Regions from separate parts of the Sus scrofa genome. Here region 1 is linked to region 2. A link is a contact called in public Hi-C data. All regions are on one chromosome and are shown on one strand. The core of a region is the stretch at or near the end of the contact, and the rest is flanking DNA. Distances in the headings are between cores, read along the strand shown. Region 1 holds the start of NDUFB4 (NADH dehydrogenase [ubiquinone] 1 beta subcomplex subunit 4). Region 2 holds the start of GTF2E1 (general transcription factor IIE subunit 1).

What was found. A called contact is a pair of places that touch in the nucleus more often than the background predicts.
Region 1: a Hi-C map of skeletal muscle shows a contact between it and region 2, with 3 times the contacts expected there. The contact joins the promoter of NDUFB4 here to the promoter of GTF2E1 in region 2. A contact is called at or near these places in 1 of 5 promoter capture datasets (liver), 12 of 47 Hi-C or Micro-C datasets (alveolar macrophages, brain, embryonic fibroblasts and 7 more) and 2 of 2 datasets of contacts at active chromatin or transcription factors (alveolar macrophages and skeletal muscle).

The regions. Positions count from the first base shown.
Region 1 is chr13:139,728,567-139,732,094 of Sscrofa11.1, forward strand. NDUFB4 (NADH dehydrogenase [ubiquinone] 1 beta subcomplex subunit 4) reads right to left here and starts at 1,926. Exons shown (of 3, transcript XM_003361882.4): 1 at 1,684-1,926. The coding sequence starts at 1,863. All of the region lies in intron 2 of LOC102162379 (a long non-coding RNA gene), which reads left to right.
Region 2 is chr13:139,607,341-139,610,872 of Sscrofa11.1, forward strand. It overlaps GTF2E1 (general transcription factor IIE subunit 1), which reads right to left and starts at 2,143. Exons shown (of 5, transcript XM_021070303.1): 1 at 2,005-2,143. RABL3 (rab-like protein 3) reads left to right here and starts at 1,824. Exons shown (of 8, transcript XM_021070305.1): 1 at 1,824-2,337. The coding sequence starts at 2,292.

The DNA.
Region 1 (3,528 bases), core at 676-3,175, 120 kb after region 2:
CTGCAAGCTGCCCTCCATCCCTACCACATATACACACTCCTAAATCCCCTTCCTTGCTTAATTTTTCTTATCACTTACCACTAACTAACATGCTAAATGAAGCAATTTTTTAAACCTATTACTTGCTTCCCACTGGAAAGAAAGCTTTATGAAGACAGGAGTCTGGCTGTTTTTGTTCTCCACTGTTACGCAGCATCTAAAACAGGGCCTGGCATATAATAGACACCAAGCAATTATTTATTCACTGAATCAATAATTCTTAAAGATTAGGCAAGGAATTTCAATATACTGTTCAATATATGATTAAATGTCAGGCACTCATTTACTTAACAGAACAACCAATGAGGCAGGTATAAAACTGAGGTTTTACACTGCTAAGCTGAAACTGCCCTGCGTCCCAGAACTGGAAAAGAGAAAATCTGGAGTTTAAATCTCAGCTATGCCTGACTCAAGGTCTCATTATCCGGCACATCAAACGCAATCACTGAGTATGTATATAATGAACATCTTTCTCAGCACCTTCTCCCAAGTAAACAAGGTTCTGGCTGGAGACAATACAGCCAAGTGGTTGAGAAGATGCTCTGGGTTATAGACTGTGGTTCTAATTCTTTTCTACCACTTGCTAACAGAGTATCACCCTGTGACAACTTGCCCTTCCCATGTCATCTTTCTCATCTGTAAAATGGGGATAGTAATAAAGTTTAAATCTTCAAATACCCATGATATTTGAATTTCAGAAAGTTTCAGTAATTCCTGGCACACCTGTAAATTTCCTTCAATCCTCACAACTTCCTAAAATTCCTACAAAATACCAATGCAACTGTTGGGAAAAAAACTTCTCTAAAAAATCATATTTACATATTTAAATAGCTCTTGTACAGAAAATTATCTTCTAGATAATAGCTATCGGTCTACTAGGCATGTTATAAGTGCTGGGAGCATTATACAGACTATCTCATTTAACCTCAAAAGGTTTCTATAAAGAATGTACTATCGTTTCCGTATATGAAAATTATAAAACTAAGGTTCAGAAGGGTTAGGGATTTTGCACAAGGTCATATAATTTGCCAATAGGTAGTGCCTTCGTGTCTGACTCCAAAGCCCAAAGCTTTAGCAAGCTGTAGGGTATCTGGATTATTAGAAGATGTAAACTGAAAAATCACTATATTCCCATCAGAACAGTATTTCTATGAACTGTGAACTGTAAAGTGGAAAACAGCTTTAAAACACCCCCCCCCCCATATTTTCTGAACACTCAGCACAAGCCAGGAACTGTGCTGGTGGGTCACGTGCCCCATCTCATTTAATCCTCATAAGAGCCTCGTAAAACAGGAAGTACTATATTATCCCCATTTTTCAGATAGGAAAACCAAAGCCAAGCAGCAGGGTTGAAAAGCTTTTCCATGATCACCCAGGCGAGAAGTGATCAAGCTGGGACTCAAACCCAGCCACTTGTGAACCCAGAACCCGTCCTCCTAACCGCTAAGCTATCCACCCAAGGTCAAAGGGCTAATGCCAAGGTCCTGCTCTCTGGGCCTGGAAGAGGACCTGTGTTTTAAAACACTCTTTGGAAACGGTGACCGCCCCGTGGCGTGGTCCCCCTTGGGCCGTCTAGGCTGCCGGGTCTGACGGGACCATCCGGACTCTGGCCCTCGATTCCCACCCGGCTGGCCCCTCACTCACGATGACCCCTAGGCGGTTAGGGTCGTTGTACTGGAGCAGGTACTCCCGCTTAAGCCGGGATCTTATGGCCAACCGCTCGGCTTGTGCCTTCCGGGTTTCCGGAGATATGTCGTATTCAGCTGGGTCGAGAGTAGCTGGCAGGGTTGCCAGGCGGGAAGGCTTGTATTTTGGGAACGACATCTTGGCAACCCGGCGCACAAACGCGCCTGCGGGGCCCCGAGGCCCGCCCCCTACGTGCTGACCTTTGTCCTGAGGAAGTGCGCCTGCGTGTTAGCAAGAGGCGGAAACGGTTTAGCATGTACAGCTTTTTAACCTTCCTCTGTCCCCGGCGCTAGTAGCGATCTGCGCATGCGCAAGGTACTTTCCTCGCCTTCCCCCGCCCTCTCCTTTTCCTACCGCTGTGGAAAGTCTCGCTTCTTGTCCGTGCTTGCAGCTCTAGCTTTACTGACCCTGAAGGGCACATTCTGTGAAGTTGAGTTAGCAGAGAGGAGAAATGGGACCGACTGTGGAATTCTCTTTTAGTACAAGTCCATCTCTCTGACCTGGGGAAGTCACTTAACTTCTCGGAGTTTCCTCTTCCTTATCCTGGAGATTATGATCCCTATTCTGTCTGCCTAGCAAAACTCATGTGAGGATTAAATAAAATAATGAATAGATGCAACATACTTTGCAAAATATTCCTTATCCAAGAAAAAGAAAAACCAAATCTTAGTTACAACACTGAAACCTTTTAGTAAAATCCTTACCATTCTTCAGATGCTAAGATTAAAAAACATCCATAGAAATATGAAAATAAGCATAGGAGCATTTTATCTTACTGTGAAAGATAGTTTGGGGGGAAGAGTGAGGATAACCTTAAAGGGAATGTTCTCCATCCCTACCATCCTTCTCCTTTCCCCACTATCACCAAAGAAAAAGGGCTACTTCAAGTTGCAAGGCAGGTTCTTTGGGTACCAAGCAGATATTCCTTAGGGGAAAACATGTAAACAATATTTCCATAACTCAGGCAAGGAAAGTGGATCAAAAGTTAACTTCAGCTTGGATGAACCATCTGGGGACATGTAGAAATGTTGCGAAATGGTTGCTAAGCAGAGAAGGGACCTAGAAAGTGTTGGCACTTGACGTGATGAGGAGCAGCACTGCTGTCAAATTTATTCAACATTTTAATACTGTTTTTAAATATTTATTAAGCACTCACTGCATGAAGCATCCTGCACACTAGTCAGTCAATCTTCTAGGCTGAGTGGGAAAAACAAAAATGAAAGATGAGGTGATTGTCTCTGAGGAGCTGACAATCCCGGCAGTACAGAAAGAATAGACAGAATATGATAATATTTGCTAAGCAGTTTACTGTCCAAATGAATATATAGAAAAATGGGCTCAGAAGAATGGAGACTGAGGGAATGTAGAAGAAAGAAATTTTTTGTTGTTGTTGTTTTTTTTTTTTTTTTTTTTGTCTTTTTGCTATTTCTTTGGGCCACTCCTGCGGCATATGGAGGTTCCCAGGGTAGGGGTCCAGTCGGAGCTGTAGCCACTGGCCTACGCCAGAGCCACAGCAACACGGGATCCGAACCGCGTCTGCGACCTACACTACAGCTCACAGCAACGCCGGATCCTTAACCCACTGAGCAAGGCCAGGGATCAAACCCGCAACCTCATGGTTCCTAGTCGGATTTGTTAACCACTGCGCCAGGACGGGAACTCCAAGAAATTTGAGACAAATCACACTCAATCTTAAAGGAGCAGGGAAGAAAGAAGTTCTGTTTTTATCTAAGGTGTTTAATCATATTAAGAAAATTTTAAAGATGAAAAGCAGAAGCAGGTTGAAAATTCTAAAGACTACAT
Region 2 (3,532 bases), core at 893-3,392:
GCTCAGCAAAGAAATGTATGTGCCATCTTGTTCAAAATCGCTATATTCTAAAAATCCTCTTTTCTGACCACTGTGTTCTCTCCTTCACTGCCTCTACTTCCCCACTGATGCTAAATCTCTTCAATCTCTGGATTTTATAATACTTAGGTCAGAGGTCTCAAATTGGCAGCTTCTGCCACATGATTTGACTAATTTTGATTTCAAAATGTTTTGAAAATTTTCTGAATTAGTGGTCAACATTTAAAAATCATGAGATTTGGAGCTACTGTTGTGCTTCAGTGAGTTAAGAACCTGAGTAATGTCCATGAGGATATCCATGCAGGTTTGATCCCTGGACTCGCTCAGGGGGTTAAGGACCCACAAGCTGCAATACAGGGGGCAGACGAGGCATGAATCTGGCATTGCTGTGGTTAGGCCAGCAGCTGCAGCTCTGATTCCACCCCCAGCCTGGGAACGTCCACTAGCCGCAGGTGTGGCCCCAAAAAAGGAAAAAAACAAAAAACAAAAGTCGGATCCTGCATCCTCATGGATACCAGTAGAGTTCATTTTCTGCTGAGCCACCATAGGAAACCCCCCATTTTTTTTTTAATGAAATAAAAATCATGAGATATCACATAAATTTTAATTTTCAGCTACTTCTCAAAAGTGGAAATATCTGAGGGAAAAAGTGAGATCATATTCCCACATGGAAACACTCAGCTGAAGAGCAATTGATACTTTAAAAAAGGGAAGGAGCTTGGCTGGCCTCTGGAGACTTTTGAGTGTGTGACCTTTGGGGGCCATGTCTGGTTTCTTCTTTTTAGTCTTATCAGTCCATCAGTCACCTATCAGTCTCACCTACAACCCTACCCTACCTAACCCAGACCCCTGAAAGCAAGTTGCTTTTGTTTTTAAACCATATGTATTCTAATCACACAAACACCAGGCAGAGTTGTAAGAACAAAGTTGAAAGTGAATGCACTCTCTGTACTGGGTCTAGGCTCCTCAGCCTCATCTGCAGCCACAATGGCATTCTCTCAATTCCAGGAGCCACACATGCTCTCTGCTTCCAAGCCTTTACACACGCCCCCACAACAAAGGCCGAAGTCCCTTCTCCTAATCATTTTTCACATCTCAAATGACATTTCCTCAGAGACACCTTCTCAGATTCTCCCTAGCAGTTTAGAATCATCCCCCTTTCACATGCTCCCATAGCTCTTTCCCCTTCTTGGTGGCAGTGAATAGTTATACTTTCTCAATGTCTACATCGGAGACAAGGGTCTTAATCTTGTTCACCACTGATTTTCCAGTATGGATAACAGCTGGTCAAGTATTTCCATAAAACTTTCAATAGGTCTCCTCAGCACGTGTTCTTCAAACATGCCCACCCTGTTAGCCCTCACCTCCCCCCATTCACTTTCCCCACTGCAGCTTCCAGAGTAAAGAAAGGTAGGGTATTGAAAACCCTCTTCTTAAACTTCAAATGGTTTTAAGCAGGAGGTGACAGCACCAAATTAGCGATTTTAAAGGATTCTGCTGACTGCAAACTGCAAAATGAAGGGAAAGAAGAAGTGGACGTGGGGAGTTCTGTTAGATTTCGATATATTACTATTCCAAATCTGGAATAACGTGGATTCTATACATCCACCTGGTTTTTCTCAGTTAGCCACACTTCACGATAGTCTCCACGGCTTCATACATAAAGTGGCATTATCACCGCGAAACCTCTGGACCAGCCCCGTTCCCAAATGTTCGTTTCCGCCCCACTGTGACAACCACGACGCCCTAAATTCCCTCGGACTCTGCCAGCTGAGTCCAGAGGCCACACTTGACGCAGCCAAGCCAGTCCTACCCGAGGTCGCACATGGGCCGCTCCGGGGTCAATGGTTCTTTGGAGGACCAAGCAGAGAACCGACTCAAAAGAGTAAGGGGGAGGAGGACAGCTAAGGAAAAAGCAACGAAGACACCCTGAAAGGCGACGTCGAACCAGGGAACCGAGGACAAGGAACAGGGAACAAGGTTTACCAAAGCGAATCCTCGTACACTCCCACTACAGCTTCCCTCTGCGCCTCAACTACCGGCTTAAACGAGCCACGCCACTTATGCGACAAAGAAAACGCCATATTCCTGCGACCAGTTTTAGAAACCACCCGCTACTTTTAACCAGGCAGGCCAATCAGCACGGTGAGGCCTTCAATCAAATCAGTCACATTCCGATTGGCCAATGGCATTGAAGACTCGGCCCTCCATACCCAGCTCTGATTGGTCTTCAATCCCGGAATAGGCGTTAACCTCAGGAAGGAGCTGGCAAGATGGCGTCCCTGGATCGGGTGAAAGTACTGGTGTTGGGAGACTCAGGTGAGCCGCTTAACCCACCTTTGGGGCTCCCGACACTTTTGAGTTATATGAAAATCCTCCCCTTTCACTCCCTCTCCACCCATCTGCGGATGAACTGACTCTGGCGGGGGGCTGACATCCCTCTCAAGGCCCAAAGACTACACTTCCCAGAGGACTTTGCTCTGTTTAAGCGAGCCGCGGCTTCGCAAGTGTTGGGGGCGCGGAGCCCGGGCCTTTCTCTGTTTTTTTTAGGTTTTTACATCTGTCTACCAGATGACCGCAGCTTAGTGATCCTTTGTTTTAAAACATATGCGGATACTGAGTGTGGTATTAGACGCCGTGCTGAGACAAAGTTAGGACCTTTCCTTTAAGAGATTTTGTTAATTAAGGAAATCAAACGTGCGCTTAGGAAACTGTACCAGGTGCTTTGCATATATTGACTCAATCCTGAGATCAGGCCCGTTATCCCATTTTACAGATGAGAAAAGAGAGGCGGAGGGCTGTAAATGACAGAACTGGTTTGAACCGAGAGCCTGTGTGCTTAAAACACTAACCTATATTATTTAGTGAAATAGCAGGTAGTAGTAATCTTTTACGCTCAACTGGGCTTCTTGTTTTCTTTATTCTCTTTAATCTTTTCTTCTTTTTTTTTTTTTTTTTTTTGCTTTTTAGGGCCACACCCAGAGTATATGGAGGTTCCCCGGGCTAGGGGTCCAATCGATCGGAGCTACAGCTGCCGGCTCACACCACAGCCACGCCAAATCCCAGCCAGGTCTGCGATCTACACCACAGCTCATGGCTCCAAACATCTGACACAATGTCTATCAGAGCAAATATCCAAAAGTCAACTCCAGAAAAGCATATCTATGAAATGCAAAGTTACCATTTATTCCAAGTTTTTAAAGAGCTTAGGAATGGAGATAATGAGAAACAGAATGAGAGTGAAGTGGAAAGGGGGAAATGAAAACTTCAGTTCCAGTTGTCAAGTGTCCAAGGTGTCAAAATAATTTTAACACTAGGAGTAAACTGGGCTTAGCATTAAGATGAGTATGACCCTCATCTTAATTTTTCTATTTCTTACAACCCAGCACATAAGAGGTTTTCAATTAAGATTAAAGAGAACAGGAGTTCCCCTCATGGAGCAGTGGAAAGAATCTGACTAGGAATCGAGGTTGCAGGTTCCATCCCTGGCCTCGCTTGGTGTGTTAAGGACCCC